Regions from separate parts of the Mus musculus genome. Here region 1 is linked to region 2. A link is a contact called in public HiChIP or PLAC-seq data. All regions are on one chromosome and are shown on one strand. Each heading gives the region's core, a stretch centred on a gene start, on an enhancer-like site or on the middle of the called end of the contact. The rest is flanking DNA. Distances are from core to core; before and after follow the strand shown.

Region 1 (3,739 bases), core at 200-2,699, 350 kb after region 2:
AGAAATGAATTAAATATAATTTTAAAAGTTGAAAGGAGGGGAGGGGAGGGGAGGGGAGGGGAGGGGAGCAACCAGTCTATGTCAATTTCTGTAAGTCCTTTTCTGTCCTGTCACATGTGCTTAAGCAGCACACAGCAGAGGGCCTCATACACAGCACAGTCTTATGCCAATTGGATTCTAAGGACCTCTACTGAAACTCTGAGATCTGGTGGGGGAGGACTCCTCTATGGACCTTTACTTTACACTCAAGTACACCTTTAAAAATGTACCCACCATTGATTCAAGTTTCACCCATGGGTCAACTAAAATATTAGGAATACAAGATGCTACTCAGACATGCCAACATGCAACTAAACACCATGCAATAAAGATTAACAAAAACATTTTACTTTAAAAATATTTTACTTTGTCACTTATCAACTAAATAATTATTCTTTTTCTAATATAACTGTGTCCCCCTAATAATGTATTTTGAAAGATGCAACAATATTTTCAGGTATCCAGATTATTATTACTATACTATTTCACTATTTTCGTAATGAAACAGCAACCTAGTTACTTACAGTAGGCTCCCATAATACTTTATCTATTTTATGAATCAATTATACAGCCTTGAAAATTTAAATACTTCAGCTTTGAGTGTTTAATCTAAAAAACAGATAAAAAGACCACACAGAAACTGATTATTATGGTCAGTGTCCTGAGGACAAATGGTATTGTACACACTATGATGGTCCCCACTTTGGACACTTATTCAAAATTACGCTAACATATAATTCTTTGGAGACTCAGGAGAGAGTTGAAGTGTATTCTGAGAACATGTACATGAAACCTGAATAATACCACTTATTGAAGCCTGAAAACCACATTTGAATCCAAAATGTTTGTTTTTTTTTTTAAATTTTATTCTACCCTTTGTGTCTCCTAGGTGTAAAAATACATTATTTACTATTTACATATAGTATGAACTTAAAATATTACCTTATTGTTTATAAAAACAAATTATTCTTCCAACAACGCTCTGCAGTGCTGAATACAGAACAAAATCATGACCAGAACTGTCACACTCTTCCCCAGAGATGCCAAACTCTTTCCTTACATGTGCTTGTCATGCATTTGTGGGGTTAATGGGGTGGGGGGGGGGGGTGGGGGGGTCACAAGCCCTAATAAACTGGCCTCATGTGAGCAGGGATCAATTCACTCTCATCAAGAACTTATAAAGCCATAAGCCTCTACAAAAATCTCATCTATAGAAGGACTGGCTTCTTTTTTCTAAATCTGTAATTTATGAGTTTATTCAAACCCATCAAATTACTATAAGTAACCGCCTCAAACATTTGAAAATTCCCATTGCAACTCATTTAGTTTGGCAGACAGGCAGACCCAATCCAATGCTTTTATCCCACAGCTAAGCATCACAATGGTAATTCTGCTCTGACACTCTGAAGAGACTGCTAATTACAACACTGAGTCCCATTCAGATGAAAATGGCAGCGAGCACAGAAACACCCTCTTCACAAGTGCTCACTCTCTCTCTCTTCTCTCCTCTCCTCTCTCTCTCTCTCTCTTGCTCTTATCATGAACTGCATGCATTTTGGTTAGATGTTTAAACATCTTTTAATTTCTTTTTCTCACCAAAACAAACAAAGCCAAAATGCCACATACTTCAGTCACTAGGACTTGTTCATATACTTCAGTTACTAGTACTTGTCCAAGAGCAGCAACTGACTGACAATCTGGCTTTAAAATGTCTTGAAGAAACTATTTCAGTATCCAGATGCCTCTTACTATCATCATTACTTTCATATTATTTTCAGATTATAATTAAAACAATTTACCATGAGTCAAATCCATAGAACATTAAGCAAAGAAGAACTCCTGAGAAATAGGAAAATATATATTATAAAATATTATTTTCTCTTTATTTTTTTCTCAATTTCAATGACAGTGATAACTGGTTTTTCTAAAAAGAAAATTAAAATGATTTTGTTATGATAAATATATTTCCAAATTTCAAAATATTCCTTGATTAATCAGCACACTTAAAATTTCAAATTTCTCAGCTGGAAAAATTGCAGTAATATATTAAAACCAAATATTTAATTCATATTAACTTAGATCCCTATGGATGCTAATGCTTCTAAAAAAATCAAATATATATTAAAAACTCATTCATATTTAAGTTCAAAATACCCTTGAGTAAATATGAAAACAGGAGGATTCTATCACAAAGCCATACAGCCCCAAAACACTGTATGAACTGTCTGAGCGTAATGACATCTATGTATGTAGAGAGTCTCTTAAGATTTAAGTGTAAAGCTGGGCGGTGGTGGCGCACGCCTTTAATCCCAGCACTTAGGAGGCAGAGGCAGGTGGATTTCTGAGTTCGAGGCTAGCCTAGTCTACAAAGTGAGTTCCAGGACAGCCAGGGCTATACAGAGAAACCCTGTCTCAAAAAAAACAAACAAACAAACAAAAGAGATTGAAGTGTAAATTCCTGTTTCTTGGTACCATGAATTTCTCCAGTCAGAAGTTAGTACTTTTCAGTTCAGCTTTCCAGTTTAGTCCTGGCATAACACATGGAAACTGTTTTCCTTTAGAAAAAGATTAGGAGATGAAGGCCCTTAGTTCCACTTTCTTCTTAGTCTTCATATCAGCAACAAAAATATCCTGTTTCCCTCATCTGGAATTTTTTGAATCCCTTCTGAAATAATGATGTATAAAAATGCCTACTGTTCCCCCCACACATTTTCTTTTCTAAAAATTGCATTAGCGTTAGCATGGTGCATAATGGGTTTCACTGAGACATTTTCACATTTTGTGGACCAGGAAGAGAATTACTGCATAGATTCATTTTACATATAGTGCCTCCCATTATCATCAACTGAATCTGCTACTGGCTTCTCCAATGCTGCAGTTGAGGTAACCAATCCTTTTAACACAGGAAAGAGGAAGGGGGACACATCTCACACTTTCACACAGCTAAAGTAACCACTTTTACAACACCCATCAAAGGCAGGTAAGTCACACTGCTTGGTACTATCTATAGAAAACTGAATACAATAATTGGTGTTTGGGGGCGGGAGGGAATAAAGGTCAGGATTACAAGAGGAAAGCTGCTACCATGCAGAACAATAAACACTAATGCCAACCCCTGTTCAGACAGGTTTTGTCAGCTAGAGATACATGCATGCATGTGTGCATCAAGTCCATCTGTCCTTTGAGGGCCACAGAGGAGAATATTTACAACCAATGAAAAGACTGATACATTCACAACCACTTTTATCTAAATGAGACTTAAAAGCCAAAGACCCAATTACTGCAGAATATACATCCATAATATATATATATATATACTTAAGTAAATATGAGATGTTCATTAAAATAGACAATATCACTGGGCTATCATGAGGGTTAGGGATAACAATTCAGAGGTAAGTCCCTGCCAGACATACTTGTGAGGCATAGAGCCCTAGATTTACCTAACAAATTAAATAGGTAAATAATGTAAAAAGTATAGTAATCATATTTTAAAAGACAAAACCACATAGAATATATTCATCAAGAACTACACTAAATTAAAAACAACCAATGTGATACAAAGAAAAGTTCTAAATACTACAAAAGAAATTAGAAAATACTTTGAAATGAATAGTAATATGTACCATAACCATATTTCTACCTATTAAAGAAAGGTATCAGATCACTAGCCTTGCTTTAAAATGTCCAAGTTCAAATA
Region 2 (3,236 bases), core at 1-2,500:
ACAATACACTGGGCTCTCCTGTCAGATTTCAATTCGCTTCTGACGACCTAGTCGCCTGTAGCCCAGAGCCATACTGATTGGATTTCAGTGGCTTTAGAGCATGTATCTGTGCTGTGTCTGGCTTGCACCTCTCAGCTCATTCCTTGTCATTCTTCAAAAATCATTCTTCCAAGAGTGGGAAAGCTTTTTTTTTCATTGGCTTTCAAAATTATGCTTGTGAATTTGGGGCGGGCAGCACTTTAATAACCTTTAACTTTATACAAAAATAATTTTTCTGTTTTGTGAAGATATTATTTCATTTCTTTAAGTGTCTGTTATCTTTCCTGACAACCCAGTTGGTCTTGTGATTAACTGAATTTATGGATATTTTATGTTAACTGCCTTTACTGTGTAACAGAATGGTTGCTTTGCTTATTTTAATTTCTAGCTAGTTACTACTAGCTACAGAAAGATATTGATTGGGACGTGTGTCACAGCTAATTACTTTACCAAATTTATTAAACGCAATAACTTTTTAAATTGGACTATTTTGAATCTTACAGATTTATACTCAAATCAACAGCCAAAAAGAATAATTTTGTCTCTTCTTTATCAGCCTTTTAATTATTATTTCCTTTTCTTATCCTCTGAAATATCAGATAATTGTGACAGTAATTACCTTTGTCTTGTTCATAATTTTAGTGGGAATGAATTTAGCCTTTTACCATTTACAATAATATCTTCTGGGTTTGCTGGTTTGTAATAATTGTCTCTTACAAATTTAAATTATTTCTTCCTAATTCTGATTTGCTTAAATGTGTTATTTTTAAGAACTCCTAAACTTTTATCAAATGTCCTTTTAAAATGTGTTAGCGTGGTGTATTTTCCTCTTTAAATAGGTTGGTATGGCGAATTTTTGTTGACACATTTCTAAAATTTGCTGCTTAAAAAAATATGTGATTTGAAGTCACGCAGTGGGATATTAGTTGTTGCTTTTAGGTCAGAATTTCTGTACTTGTTAGTGTAGCCAGGATGGTTCCTGGGTTTGCTTTCTGGCAGCCTGCATCATCTTCCACAGGAGAACTTCTGGGCTGCTTACCTCTGTGGCAGCCTCTTCTGGGGTCCTAATTCCCACCCACCACTGGGCAGTTAGTTAGTGGATGTGCCCTTTGCTCTCTAATTCCAAGTCTACCACCAAGCCTAACCGCTGTGGGCATCCGCAGCTCTGTGTTGGCATACAAACAAGGCCTCTTTGTGCTCAGATGATGTCATGGGTATGAACGTGACAAGAAAACAAGTGCCTCAGAATCCTACCATTGCAATGTTCTCAAGAGAAAGAGAACAGACCCAGATTCCTCACGGGGGCAAGGCCACTGCACGAAATGTGACTTTGAAGGCTTTGGAAAGAGCTGGGAACCAGGACAATGACACTGTGGGGTGAACATTTGTTTTGTAAAGGAAAAGGAATCCAAGCCCGGTCCTCAACAGCCAACGCCATGGGAACTCGAAGGGGTTTGTTCCCTCTCCACATCCTTCAGCACATCTACAGCCCCACTGCCCACCTGCTAGGAAGCAAGCTAAAATACACAGAATACCCAAGAAGGGCCTTTGGCTTGCCTCCCCAGCCTCCCCTCTGGTCGGCATTGGCCCTCGGGCTAGACTGCTTGGATAGCATTGCAGTGCAGTACGAGCATGCAAGCCTGACGTTTGAGAATGTACTTTCAACCTCTATGTCTGGAACCTGAAGGAAAACACTGCCCATCTTCCCAGCCGATGGGTTTCTGGACTGTGAGAGGCTCAGAAAGCTCGCACACTGGACTATGCTTGGTGAAGCCCCCATAGTAAACCGAAGACAGCATGGGACAGGCCAAGAGAGTTAGGTCTAGGTAAGGCCCACACCCCTCTGGCATTTCTAGAACTCGATGTGAGTATACTGCCAGCTGCTTTCCCCCCAGCAAGAGAATATGAGCGTTCATAATCTTCCGGACTTCAGCCCATACCTGAAGCACCTGGAACACAGGCGTCTGTGCAGCATCTTCTGAGCCCTGAGAAATAATATACGAAGCCGAGACCCTAGGAAGCCATGACTAGTCTCAAGTCAGACCCACAGAAATGGGCAGAGAACATTGAGGACAAATCCTGTGCAGGGATGCTGTCTAAAGCACTGGGGAGGTGTCCTGTGTGTTAGAAAGAACTCTGTGTTCGCTGAATTGCAAGTCATCTGACACAAATGGGCAGTGAAAGAGACCCCCTTCCTACACAAAGTACACAGACTCTTGCTGCTTAAACACATAAGTTATTTTGCTTTAGTAAATAGTATCTATTTTTTATTACTATAGCAATGCATGTTTGGGTGAATACAAATTAAATAATTTTTTGGAAAATAGTTGAAAATTCCTCATTATCCCACAGCTCATAGTACTGCCATGATCGCTCTGTGGGCACCTCTGGTTGGTGTTTCTCACTCCACATAAACTCAGCTATCTGTTCAGGAGCTAACATAACACATACACACACACATGTACATACATATATGCATACATACACACTATACATATGTACAGACACATGCACATATACACATGCACACAAAGGAACACACACAGACACACATATACATACATATACACACACATACATACACACATGAACCCACAAACACTCACAGAAACATGCACACACATACACACATGTACACACACACATGCACACCTGTGTGCACTCACACACATACTCACCACATTGTCTTCTTACTCCTTCAATCATAGTCCCAAACCAATTTTCATGTCAGACCTTTTTTTTTCCTGTGTGATCATTTCTAACCAAAATTTATGATATTTTAACTCATTTTAAAGTTTTTCTATTCCAACCTTAGGTTTAGTTTTTCATTTCACACACACACACACACACACACACACACACACACGCACGCACGCACGCACGCACGCACGCACCGCACACGCACACGTACACACGTACACACTCGCGTACTGATTATTTTTTTGCAAATGCATTTGGCAGATTTGTTTGTTCTCAGTACTTATTGATAGTTAACTAACTATTGGAGAACAAAATAGACCCCACATGCAGATAACGTTGAAAAGGAGAAGCCATGATCCCACTGTGGGCCCCGGAACCACTCGCTTATCTACAAGGGCTACTTTCCCAGAGGTGTGGTGGGTGGCATCGTGCTTCCATGTCCTCTGTTTTGTTTCTTTGACCCTTCCTATGGCCACACAGCACTAAATTCATCCATG

What was found. HiChIP or PLAC-seq counts read pairs in DNA pulled down with a chosen protein or histone mark.
Region 1: an H3K4me3 HiChIP or PLAC-seq map of embryonic basal ganglia shows a contact between it and region 2, with 4 times the contacts expected there. The contact joins two enhancer-like sites. A contact is called at or near these places in 2 of 115 datasets of contacts at active chromatin or transcription factors (bone marrow-derived macrophages and embryonic basal ganglia) and 1 of 9 other capture datasets (liver).

What each region holds. Positions count from the first base shown.
Region 1 is chr17:10,226,877-10,230,615 of GRCm38.p6, forward strand. The region is part of intron 4 of Qk (quaking); the gene reads right to left. Among named protein-coding and RNA genes, the nearest start is that of Gm34972, 82 kb to the left of the region's middle. Within about 2 kb of position 1,450, at least 12 of the 459 cell types and tissues checked have an H3K27ac peak or open chromatin away from gene starts, as enhancers often do. A contact at or near this core is called in embryonic basal ganglia, where this site is marked.
Region 2 is chr17:9,878,496-9,881,731 of GRCm38.p6, forward strand. The region is part of intron 1 of Gm34799 (a long non-coding RNA gene); the gene reads right to left. Among named protein-coding and RNA genes, the nearest start is that of Gm34799, 27 kb to the right of the region's middle. Within about 2 kb of position 1,251, at least 52 of the 459 cell types and tissues checked have an H3K27ac peak or open chromatin away from gene starts, as enhancers often do. A contact at or near this core is called in embryonic basal ganglia, where this site is marked.